Regions from separate parts of the Canis lupus genome. Here region 1 is linked to region 2. A link is a contact called in public Hi-C data. All regions are on one chromosome and are shown on one strand. The core of a region is the stretch at or near the end of the contact, and the rest is flanking DNA. Distances in the headings are between cores, read along the strand shown. Region 1 holds the start of BCDIN3D (RNA 5'-monophosphate methyltransferase). Region 2 has its middle 31 kb from the start of TMBIM6.

The links. Hi-C and Micro-C count contacts between places; a contact is called where the count stands out from the background.
Region 1: a contact with region 2 is called in a Hi-C map of blood, with 2.8 times the contacts expected there. The contact joins the promoter of BCDIN3D here to the enhancer-like site in region 2. A contact is called at or near these places in 4 of 9 Hi-C or Micro-C datasets (amygdala and blood).

What each region holds. Positions count from the first base shown.
Region 1 is chr27:41,799,637-41,805,783 of UU_Cfam_GSD_1.0, reverse strand. It overlaps BCDIN3D (RNA 5'-monophosphate methyltransferase), which reads left to right and starts at 4,377. Exons shown (of 2, transcript XM_038577608.1): 1 at 4,377-4,648. The coding sequence starts at 4,418. All of the region lies in intron 3 of LOC119866371 (a long non-coding RNA gene), which reads right to left.
Region 2 is chr27:41,735,256-41,741,861 of UU_Cfam_GSD_1.0, reverse strand. No RefSeq gene overlaps it. Among named protein-coding and RNA genes, the nearest start is that of TMBIM6, 31 kb to the right of the region's middle. Within about 2 kb of position 5,166, at least 1 of the 20 cell types and tissues checked has an H3K27ac peak or open chromatin away from gene starts, as enhancers often do. A contact at or near this core is called in blood, where this site is marked.

The sequences.
Region 1 (6,147 bases), core at 3,128-5,627, 65 kb before region 2:
GATATGTTAGGTCCCTAGTAACGTTACCAGACCCACCCCTATCTTTGCTTCTCAAAGATCCCAGGATTAATGAGGAGCCTGCCATTCACCATCTAGGCTGGTGACTTTTTTTTCTGGCGAGTACTGTTTCAAAACTCAAAAACACGCTCATGTCCTTAATGAAATTAAACACTTTACTGGCAATAATAGATACTTGTTCTAAAAAGCAAACAAAAAGGTGTTTACAAAAGCAAGGTGATTGCAGCTCCTTGAATATTAAGGATTGTCAAGGGTTTGTGCTGGCACCACCTAGTGACAAAAAGAGGTAAATTCGGCTCACCAAAATCTCAAAAACACTGGGGAGAGAAATGTTACCAGTGCTGTTGTCCCACCCCTACTCTTCTGGAAGTTGTTCAGGGTTACTGTGGTTTACTCAGTTTCACTGTGACTTTTGCTCATTAACTTATGTCCCCAAATAGACCAGGCAGAGATAGAAGTATGAAGTACAACCTGGGAGGGCAACAGACAGGGACCATTTTAGCCTGATAGCACTCTGCAGGGGTCACATTTTAGCCCCTTAGAAGTTCAGCAAACGACTGGCCTCATGTAGCAAGAGGCCCTTTAAGATGGCCGGCCAGGGGCCCAGGTGGCTCAGCAGTTTAGTGCCACCTTCGGCCCAGGGCATGATCCTGGAGACCCAGGATCGAGTCCCACGTCGGGCTCCCTGCATGGAGCCTGCTTCTCCCTCTGCCTGTGTCTCAGCCTCTCTCTCTGTTTCTCTCATGAATAAATAAAATCTTAAAAAAAAAAAAAAAAAAAAAAAAGATGGCTGGCCAGGTGGGGAGAGGTCAACACAACTCTGTTGACTTCTGGCTGAACCTGTTGGATTATTCTGAACCATCCTGGCTTCTAACTGGAAACTGCTACCTGGGCTAACCCCTCGATTTCTCTCCTTACCAGCTGTTTTTTTCCTTCCCCTGGCTCAGCCCAGATTTTGGCCACCTGCATTCCACTTTGTCTGTTTCAGCTCCTTTCTTCTTTCCATTCTAATTTTCCCAAAACAAACCTGGCTTTAGTCATCTATTTGCAGCTTCTATTGAGTTTTTGTTTTCTTAAATTTTACTTCATCTGGTAAGTACACTTAATAGGAGATCTACCCTCGAGGCACCTGGGTGGCTCAGTAGTTGAGAGTCTGCTTTTGGCTCAGAGCGAGATCTCAGGGTCCTGGGATTAAGTCCCACGTTGGGCTCTTAACAGGGAGCCTGCTTTTCCCTCTGCCTGTCTGCCTCTGTCTGTGTCTCTCATGAACAAATACATAAAACCTTTAAAATATATATATGAGATCTACCCTCTTAACAGATTTTTAAGTGTACAGCACAATATTGTTATCTATAGGCATAATATTATACAACAGATCTCTAGACCTTATTCATCTTGCATAACTGAAACTTTACAGCCATTGATTATCAACTCCTATCCCTTTCCCCCTGGCCCCTAGCAACTACCATTATATTCTTTGTTTCTAGTAGTTTGACTATTTTAGATACCTTACATCAGTAGAATCATGCAGTGTTTGGCCTTCCATGACTGCCTTATTTCACTTAGCAAAATGTCCTCAAGGTTTGTCCATGTTGTCACATATGACAGGATTCCTTCCTTCTTAAGATGAATAATACTCCATTGTATATAATACCACATTTCTTTTATCGATTCATCTGTCCAGTGGACATTTGTTTCCACATCTTGTGAATAGTGTCACAATGAATACGAGAGTGCTACTTCTCTCTCTTCAAGAATTTGATTTAAATTCTTTTGAATAGGGATCCCTGGGTGATGCAGCGGTTTGGTGCCTGCCTTTGGCCCAGGGCGCGATCCTGGAGACCCGGGATCGAGTCCCACGTCGGGCTCCCGATGCATGGAGCCTGCTTCTCTCTCTGCCTGTGTCTCTGCCTCTCTCTCTCTCTCTCTTTGTGTGTGACTATCATAAATAAATTTTAAAAATTAAAAAAAATTCTTTTGAATAAATACCCAGATATGGGATTGCTGGGTCATATGGTAGTTCTATTTAATTTTTTGAAGAATCTCTGTAGAGGTTGCACCATTTAATATACCCACCAACAGTGTACAAGGGTTCCACTTTCTCCATATCCTTGCCAACACTTGTCTTTGTTTTTGCTCTTCTATAATAGCTATCCTAACATGAGGTGATATTTTGTAGGGTTTTTAAAAAAGATTTCATTTATTTATTCGTGAAAGAGAGAGGCAGAGACACAGGCAGAGGGAGAAGCAGGCTCCGTGCAGGGAGCCCGACGTGGGACTTGATCCCAGGTCTCCAGGATCATGCCCCGAGCCAAAGGCAGGCACTAAACTACTGAGCCACCCAGGTTGCCTGCATTTTGTAGTTTTGGTTGGCACTTCCTTGATGATTCGTAACATTGAGCATCTTTTTATATACCTGTTGGCCATCTGCATGCTTTCCTTTGGAGACAGGTCTTCTTAAATCCTTTGCCCATTTTTCAGTTATTAGTTCTCTTGCTATTGAGTTATAGGAGTTCCTTTAACACTTTAGAAATTGATTCATTATCAGATCTATAGTCTGCAAATATTTTCTCCCATTTTGTAAGTTGCCGTTTCACTCTATCAATAGATTTCATTGCTATGCGTAAGTAAGTTTCTTAGTTTGATGTAGTCTCACTTGTCTACTTCTGCTTCTGTTGTCTGTGCTTTTGGTGTCATATCCATGAAATCATTGCCAAGATCAGTTTTCCTCTATCTTTTTTTCTAGCTATCATAGTTTCAGGTCTTACATTTAAGTTCTTTTTTTTTTTTTTTTACATTTAAGTTCTTAATCCATTTCGAGCTGATGTTTGTGTAAGATCACGATCCACTTTCATTATTTTGCATATGAATATCCAATTTTCCTAGCACCATTTATTGATACTGAGTTTTCTTTTTTAAAAAGATTTTATTTATTTATTTGAGAGACAAAGTGAGAGAGCAGAACAGAGAGGGAGGGGCAGAGGAGAGGGGGAAGCGGACTGCCACCTGAGCAGGGAGCCAGACGGAAGGCTCCATCCCAGGACCCCAGGTTCATGACCCGAGCCAAAGGCAGAGGCTAAAACCATGAGCTACCCAGGGGCCACATAGTTTTCATTCAACGAATATTTATTTTATTTTTTAAAGATTTTATTTATTTATTCATGAGACACAGAGAGAGAGAGAGAGGCAGAGACACAGGCAGAGGGAGAAGCAGGCTCCATGCAGGGAGCCCAATGTGGGACTCGATCCCAGGTCTCCAGGATCACACCCTGGGCCCAAGGCGGGCACTAAACCGCTGAGCCACCCAGGGATTCCTCAACGAATATTTATCGAGCATCTTTGGGCCAGGCACTACGGTAGGTATAAGAGATAGAGGCTAAGAATAACATAATGGTGACAAGCACACCCATTGGGGCCAAACTGCCTGGGTTCAAATCCTGGTACCATCATTTCTAACTGCTTGACCTTGAGCCGGTTACAAATTCCTTACACCACAACGTCCTCATATATAAGAAAGGGATAACTACGGTCTTTTCATCGCAGGACTGATGTGAGGATTGAAAGAATGAATATGTGTAGAGGTCCTGGACAGGCATCTGGCACCCGATAATCACTGGTAAGTGCTGGCTCTTAAGGCATGGTCCTTGCCTCTCAAGGAGCTCACAAATTACAGCTGCCCTTATCCACCTGACCCGCCTGGCCGTCAGGGCCATCTTGGTCTTCCGACCCTTCAAGGGATCCCTAGCTCCTGGCTACCCTTTCCTGGAACCATAGGATGAATCGGGAGCAAGTGCCTACACCACCGATTCCTTGTGTGACTCTAGGTAAGTAGTTTCTCCCCCTCTGGATCTCACTTAATGCACCTGTAAAGGAAGGAAGCTGGCCCAAAATGGATTTCCAACATCCCAACAACCTCCTTGTTCTGGGCAGCTCCAGTTGAAACTATGTCAGCCTTGGGCAAGTCACTTCAGCTCTCTGCGTTGGTTCCCCCCCCCCCCCCCCCATGTAAAACGGGATAATATTACCAACCACGGGGCAGCTCGAGGGGCTCGGCGGATTAGCACCGCCTTCAGCCCAGGGCGTGACCCTGGGGACCTCGGATCGAGTCCGGCGTCCGGCTCCCTGCGTGGAGGCCTGCTTCTCCCTCTGCCTGTGTCTCTGCCTCTCTCTGTGTGTCTCTCATGAATGAATAAATAAATAAATAATCTTAAAAATGTATGTTACTAACCACCTCCGAGGTCGTAGTGCTGTCGTAGCGAGGCTGTCAGCGATCTGCGGGGCACCTCAGCCTTCGGGCCCATCCGCCTCCGCCACTCGACGCATGCGCGCTGGCGCCCCGGCCGCGGGCGAGCCGGTCCCGACTTCCGGTTCCGCCGGAACCCAGAGGCCCGACTCCCTAATGGCGGCGTCCGGGAGACAGGCCGCCGGGGGCGTTGAGGAGGCCGCAGAGGAACCGCGAATTCTGGAACCGGGGGCAGCCCCATTTGGAAATTTCCCACATTATTCCCGCTTCCATCCTCCAGAACAGCGGCTCCGCCTCCTGCCCCCGGAGCTGCTTCGCCGGCTCTTTCCGCCGAGTAGTTCCGAAACGAGGCCGATCCTGGGGCTCGACGTGGGGTGTAACTCTGGGGTGAGTGACAGGGGCGGGGTCGGAGGTCGGGGAGCCCGACTTCTGGCTTCCTCCGCGTTCGCTGGGGCTTGGGTTTGGGCGTGACATCACCCCACCCCCCACCCCCAGGACTTTCCCAAAAATGATTCTAAAGAGGTCGCTTGGGCCGACCCCCTTGCTGCCGGACCTTCCACCATCGGGGACCATCGGGGACCCACCGCCATCCCGCTCAGGAATCCTGGGGAGGAATGATTTTTAACTCGGTTCCAATCCCGTCCCGTGCGTTCGCTGCCTGACGGCCAGACCTCTTGTGGGAAGGGCCGCCGTATTTGGGCTTCCGGCGCTAGCCTCCTGTCCAGCGCAGCTGGGGGACCCCCAGGCTGCAGAGAGGGGGCTTCTGGACACCCACCTTTGGGAACGTAGGGCTGGGATCGCTCTACTGTGCGAGGTGAGCCGGGGTGACGGAATCATGTCTGGAATTAAGAGTCACGTGCCTGCCATGCAGTGTAGGATGGAGCCAAGTGGATGTTTATTTAAAAAGCAATGAGTTGACTGAGTACCGAGGAGAGGATCGAGAGGGAAAATACAGCTTCCTGGTAGAGGAAGGCATTGCCACGTCTTCTTACCGCAAAGTATTCTTAGGCATAGAGAGATTATAGTGAAATCACATCCAGAATATCACAATGTCTCTCCGACACCTATCTGTTAACTACTAGCATGTCCTAGAGACGCAGACATTCTGACCCTATGCTTCCAAATCCTATGCATATAATAAAAAGCAAGTCTCCACTCCTGACCCTAAATTCTCCTTTCCCCCTAACACAGTGGCAACCGCTGTTTATCATTCTTTGGATATGCATCCTGTGTGTACACAATCATTTCTATGTGGATAAATATCCTACCTTATATAAAGAGCACACTATTTTCCACCTTGCTTTTCACTTAATTTGGAGAGCAGTCGTGTCACTACATTCTTTTTTTAGCAGCTTCAAAATTGTATGGATGTACCATAATTTGTAGGGTGCTTTCTTTCTTTTTTTCTTTTTTTAAAATTTTATTTATTTATTCATGAGAGAGAGAGAGAGAGGCAGAGGGAGAAGCAGGCTCCATGCAGAGAGCCCGATGTGGGACTTGATCCCGGGACTCCAGGATCCGAAGGCAGGCACTAAACCGCTGAGCCACCCAGGGATCCCCTGTAGGGTGCTTTCTTTACATTTCTGAAACTCTCAGGTCCCTCTCCAGACCTACTGATTCAGGATCTTGGGTGATTGAGCCCTTGAGTCTGCATTTTCTTTTTCAGTCTTCTAGGGTATTCTGAGATTGGGGAATTGAGGATGGAGAGGGTGGAGAGATGTGGAGGAGGGACTGATGTAACAAAATGACTACTGAAACTGGCATACCCAAGATCAGATAGGAAGAGGGAGTCAGCAAAGAAAGAAATAGAGAAATGGGTAGACTAAGGAGCATAGTATAGGACCTTCCTACTCAAAATGTGGTCCTTGATCTACAGCATCAGCATG
Region 2 (6,606 bases), core at 3,917-6,416:
TTAGAGTGAGACTTTTTTTTTTAAACATTTTATTTATTTATTCATGAGAGACACACTGAGAGAGGCAGAGACCCAGGCAGAGGGAGAAGCAGGCTCCCTGTGGGGAGCCCAATGCGGGACTCGATCCCAAGACTAGGATCATGACCTGAGCCAAAAGCAGATGCTCAACCACTGAGCCACCCAGGCGTCCCTAAAGTGAGACTTATTAACACAAACGTATTGGGGTTTTTCTCCTGCCATGTTAAGTACAGAATAGGCTAGCCAGGGCTGCCAATTTATGAAATGACTACCGTAGAGGAGAGAGAAGCTGTGGGCTTTCCATTGGTTAAAGAGGGAAGAGAGAATGATAAAGGAGAGAGGCATGGTGGGGGGAGAGGGGGATGATCAGTGACCTGCAGGTCATGGTGGGATCAAAGGAACATTGGAGATAGGGTACTAGAGGGAATGAGTTGGGAAGAAATGAGGTGGTGATTGGTGGGTGGGATGCATGGGATTGAATTTATAGGAGGTATTATGGGTTAAATTGTGCCGTCCTGTACCTCAGAACATGACCTTATTTGGAAATGGAGGCCTTACAGAGGTAATCCAGTTCAAACAAGTCATGTGGGTGGGCCCTAATCCAGTATGACCAGTGTCAAAAAGCAGAAAATAAGACATAAGGACAGATAGGGACACAGGGAGAGACCATGTGAAGATGCAGGCAGAGATTATGGTGATGTGTCTACAGGCCAAGGAATGCCAAATGACGATTGCCAGCAAACCACCAGAAGTTAGGGAAGAGGTCCGAAGGGAACAGATGCTCCCTCATGGTCTCCAAGAAGGAACCAACCCAGCCAACACTTTGATCTCGGACTTGCAGCCTCTAGAAACGTGAGGCAATAACGTTCTGTTGTTCAAACTGCCCAGTGGGTGGTGCTTTGTTACAGCAGCTCTGGGACACTAATAGAGAGGGACTGCGGTTGTCGGTGATGACAAGGACCAGGAATGACCATGGGAGTGAGTGGTTCAGACAGGGTAAAGGGCAAGGTCACTGGAAGAGAAGAGATCCTGGAACTGTCCGTGTGGATGTTGGAATCTCTGAGAACGTGGACAGGATTAGCATCAGAAGGAATGCATGAGGCAGGAGCTAAAGCCTTCCAGAAATGAGAAGTAACCCAGGGATTGATAGGTGAGCGGAAAAGGGAGGTAGAGTGAGCGGTACCGTGCGTCAACAGGAGATTTAAAGCTGAGGGACTTTAGGGAAGAAGAAGGGCCTGAAAGTAGAGCTGAAGGGTGGCGGCTGCACACCTTCTGGGCTGGTGACACACGAGCTGAGGGAAAGAAGCAGCGTCCTCAGGAAGAGGCAGGAAGGGAGGGGTGCTCTTCACAGAGACCGTGTCCAGAGGGAGCTTGCAGGTGAGGAGCAGCGACTCCAGAGGGTCCGCTGGAGGCGTTTCAGGAGATGGGAACAGAGTAGGGAACACGCAGGGCTGTGAGGATCAGTGTGGGAGGTGAGGGGCCATCACACGTCGGTGGGAAACTACAAAATACTGTGGCCGTGTTTATCCACTCACCCCAATCAGTGGTACCCCTTTGGGCCTTTAGACTTCTCAGCATGTGGATGGGGAGCGTGGTGAAGATGTGGAATGGCCACTGCCGACAGAGCGGGGGGACCGAGCTGAGGACAATCAAGGCTTTCCAAATGGGCCTGGAGCCAGCAGAGGCTGAAGGGGGGTGGCTGGCGGCAGCACTCCAGGGGCCGTGGAGCTCTCTGGTTGCTGTTTCTTGTCTCCCCGGGTGCAGAGGCCTGGCGCTAAGTGTGGAGAAGGAAGATGGTGGGATTAGTGCAAGGGCCGGTTGGCTGATGAGGGAGTCTGAGGTGGCCGGTGTGGCCAACCACCAGGGGCTCCGGCTTGAACGACGCTGATAACCCCTGGGAGCAGACACCACGTAGGCTGTGCCAGGCCCATTCTAAGTGCTCACCCGTAGTGACTCGGTTTCCAGCCCACACTCTTTCAGGCCTGCGTGTGGTCATCCCCACTTCAGTGTGAGGGCGTGAGGCTCAGAGCGCTCAAGTAACGAGGCCAAGGCCGAGGCCTACCTGGGAGGAGCCGTGATTCCGCCTGGGAAAGCAGGGCAGGGAGGCAGGGGCTGCTGGGAGGAGCAGGGGTGAAGGGGCAGGGCTGGGGGTGGGTGCCAGCACAGCGGAGGGGAGAAGCAGGGGGAGGAAGTGGGGGCCGGATCCACGTGTGGCTGCGGCCTGAGAGCGGAAGGGTGGACTTTCACATCCGGGGCCACTGGCCGAAATGAGGCAGAAGGGAAGTCACTGCAGGGAACCTGGGAGCTGGGGGGTGAAGGGTCATCCACAGGACACTGAAGTACCCGGGGTGACATGGGTGTGCAGGGAGGGACGACTGGAGACAGAGCTCTGATAAAGGCAGGGAGGGCCTCGCGGTAGAGTGATGGGCAGGGAAGAGTCTGGGCGGTAGGGCCACCCAGGGGGACCCAAGGTGGCAAAAGCCAGCAGGAAATCTAGCTTCTGTCACCCACTCATGTAGAAGCCCACAGGCTAGGAGCACTCTAAGGAGTCATTTTTCCCTAATTTAAATTTACCACATCTTTTCTTTGTTTGCGATTCTTGATACAAAAAAAATCATTTCCAATAGAACAGCTGGAGAATGTGTGGCCACCAGGGGGTGCAACGGCAGCAGCGCCCATCTGAGAGGTTTGCGGGCCTCAACTGTCACCCAGTGGAGAGAAGGGAGAATGCAGGGTGCCCTCCCAGGGTTGCCCCACCGAGAGAATATGAATGTGGGCACTTGGACCTCCCCGCTCACTCCTTCATTTCCTCATCCACCCACGCCGTTGTTTAGACGACAAACATTTGTTGGACACTCGGTGGGTGTGAAGCACCCAGCTAGACTCCGGGGGCCCAGAGGCGAATGTGATGACAGGTCCCTTCCCTCGGGACTCAGTGTTACTGGTTGGTGCCAAACAATCTGTGGCTGATCCCAGGGGAACGTGGCTAGTGCTGTGATGGGGGGCACCCCTGGGCTCTCGAGGCCGCCGAAGGGGCTCTATAGGCCAGTCTTCCTTCCACGAGGTGCTAGCAAGACCTAGACCAGCAGGGTGGCGGTGACTGAGTCACACCCAGAGGGTTGGGTAAGAGCTCTAGGCCGAAAATTTGAAATGCCGGGGTGCCTGGGTGGCTCAGTCGGTGAAGCGTCTGCCTTGAACTCAGATCATGATTCCGGGGGGTCTTGGGATCGAGCCCTGCATGAGGCTCCCTGCTCAGTGGGGAGCCTGCTTCTCCCTCTTCCCCTGCTTGTGCTCTCACTCTCTCTCTCTCTGTCAAATAGATCAATACAATCGAAAGAAGAAAGAAAGAAAGGAAAGAAAGAAAGAAAGAAAGAAAGAAAGAAAGAAAGAAAGAAAGAAAGAAAGGAAAGAAAGAAAAGAAAGAAAGAAGAAAGAAAGAAAGAAAGAAAGAAAGAAAGAAAGAAGAAAGAAAGAAAGAAGGAAGGAAGGAAGGAAGGAAGGAAGGGAAGAAGAAAGAAAGAAAGAAAGAAAGAAAGAAAGAAAGAAAGAAAGAAAGAAAGAAAGAAAGAAAGAAATATAAATTCCAAAGCCTCGCAGTGAGGGACCAAATGGAACATTCTATAGCATAAAGATGAGTTCATAATGGCTGGAGCATTGAAAAATGAGAGGAGGGGATCCCTGGGTGGCGCAGCGGTTTGGCGCCTGCCTTTGGCCCAGGGCGCGATCCTGGAGACCTGGGATCGAATCCCACGTCGGGTTCCCAGTGCATGGAGCCTGCTTCTCCCTCTGCCTGTGTCTCTGCCTCTCTCTCTCTCTCTCTCTCTCTCTCTCTGTGTGTGTGTGACTATCACAAATAAATTTTTAAAAAATTAAAAAAAAAAGAAAAAAGAAAAATGAGAGGACAGAGGTAAGCTGTATAAAGGAGGAGTTTGGACTCTAGCCTGACAGCAAAAATGTGCTATTGAAAAGTTCAGGGTTGGACACCTGGGTGGCTCAGCGGTTGAGCATCTGCCTTCGGCTCAGGGCGTGATCCTGGGGTCCTGGGATTGAGACCCACATCAGCTCCCCACAGGGAGCCTGCTTCTCCCTCTGCCTGTGTTGCTGCCTCTTTCTGTGAGTCTCTCATGAATAAATGAATAAAATCTTAAAAAAAAAAAAAGTTCAGTGTTTACTATCAGGAAAATCCATCTAGAAATAGTGTGCAATGTGGACTGGAGAGACCCAAGGCGAGGGGCTGAGGCCAGTGAGGAGGCTGGAGCACTAGCCCAGGCAAGATTCAGTAGGGCCCAAACCTAGGCAGCATGTGTTGTGTTAGAGAGCAAGGGACGAGGTTTCCATATGCTCCTTAAATATGAGGTTCCTGGGGATCCCTGGGTGGCTCAGCAGTTTAACGTCTGCCTTTGGCCCAGGGCATGATCCTGGAGTCCCGGGATCGAGTCCCACGTCGGGCTCCCTGCATGGAGCCTGCTTCTCCCTCTGCCTGTGTCTCTGCCTCTCTCTGTGCCTCTCATGAATAAATAAATAAAAATCTTAAAAAAAAATACGAGTTTCCTGGGGTTCTGTTGGGCTCAATCATTCTTCATAAAATAATGCCTTGAGATCCATCCAGGTGGCTGTAGATGGCTATGGCTTAGTCCATTTTACTGCAGAGGAGCATTCCATTGTCTGGATGGACCACAGTTAGTTTATCCATTTGCCTGTTGAAGAATATTTGGATTGTTCCAGATTTTGGTTATTACCAATAATGCTTCTCCAAACATTCATGTACAAGATTTTGTTTGAACACACATTTTTACTTTTCTAGGATAAACTGTGCAATTGCTGGGTTGGATGGTACTTAATTTTAAAAGAAACTGCCAAATTGTTTTCCAGGAGTTGTACCATTTTACTTTACCACTGGCAAAGTATGAGGGCTCTAGTTGCTCCACATTTTTACCAGTAGTTGGTATTATCACGATTTTTAAAAAAAATTTTAGTCAATTCTAGTAGGTATATTTCATTGTTGCTTTAGTTCGCATTTGCCTAATATCTAATTATATTTAACATTGTTTCATGTGTTTATTGACATTTGTATATCTTCTTTGGTGAAGTGTCTGTCCAAAGGGCTGACTCACTCTTAAGGTTTTAAAATGTGCCGAATCATCAGGGAAATACAAATCAAAACCACAATGAGATGCTACTTCACACCACAACCAGAATGGCTAAAATGAACAAGTCAGGAAATGACAGATGTTGGCGAGGATGCAGAGAAAGGGGAACCGTCTTACTCTGCTGGTGGGAATGCAAGCTGGTGCAACCACTCTGGAGGTTGCAGTATGGAGATTCCTCAAAAAGTTGAGAATAGGGCTACCCCATGACCCAGCAATTGCACTACTAGGGATTTACCCCAAAGATACAAATGTAGTGATCCAAAGGGGCACCTGCACCCCAATGATTATAGCAGCAATGTCCACAATAGCCAAACCATGGAGAGAGCCCAGATGTCCATTGACAGATGAATGGATAAAGAAGATGTGGTGTATATGTATGTATACACACACACACACACACACACACACACCATGGACTACTACTCAGCCATCAAAAAAAAAGTGAAATCTTACCATTTGCAACGACCTGGATGATCTAGAGGGTATTATGCTAAGCGAAATAAGTCAATCAGAGAAAGACAGTTATCATATGACCTCACTCATGTGGAATTTAAGAAACAAAACAGAAGATCATGGGGGAAGGGAGGGGAAAACAAATAAGATAAAATCAGAGAGGGAGACAAATCATAAGAGACTCTTAATCATAGGAAACAAACTGAAGGTTGCTGGAGGGGAGGGGGGCGGGGGGACAGAGTGACACAGGGTGATGAACGTCATGGAGGGCACGTGATATAATGAGCACTGGGTGTTATGTAAGACTGATGAATCACTGAACTCTACCTCTGAAACCAATAATACATTATATTTTAACTGAGTTTAAATAAAAATTTAAAAAATAAAAAATAAGATAAAATAAGATGTATCAAATCATCCACATCTCTATCTCCAGCTTCCCTCCTGAACTTCAGATTGGGATGCAAATGCCTGTTGACAGCTTCATGAAAGTCCCTCACCACTGTACTCTCAATATGTCCAAAGCCAAAACCACCATCCCACGGGAGTCCTGGGCCTCCCCAGTGGAAGCGCTAACACTTTGAGGGTTTACTATGTGCTCAATACTGTTCTAAGTGCTTTATGTATTTTAATTAATTTAATCCTTTAGGTAGTACTGGGTTGTTGTTGTTGTTGACTTTTTATTTATTTGAGGGGTGGGGGAGAGGCAGAGGGAGAGGGAAAATGAGCACAGAGATGCTGAGTAACTCGTCCAAGCTTGCACAGCTGGCAAGCGTCCGGTAGGTCTATCCAGATCCCAGAGTCACCCTTGATTCTCCTTTCTCACCTCCCCAGGTCTGTTCAGTCATTAAGGCCTAAACATTTGCTTTCTGAATATTTTGCTTCCATCATCTTTTCTACAACCCTTATAACTACTGCTCTATTGCAGCCACCTTTTCTCTTGTGTGGACCACCGTAAGTACCTTTTTTTTCATAATGTTTTATT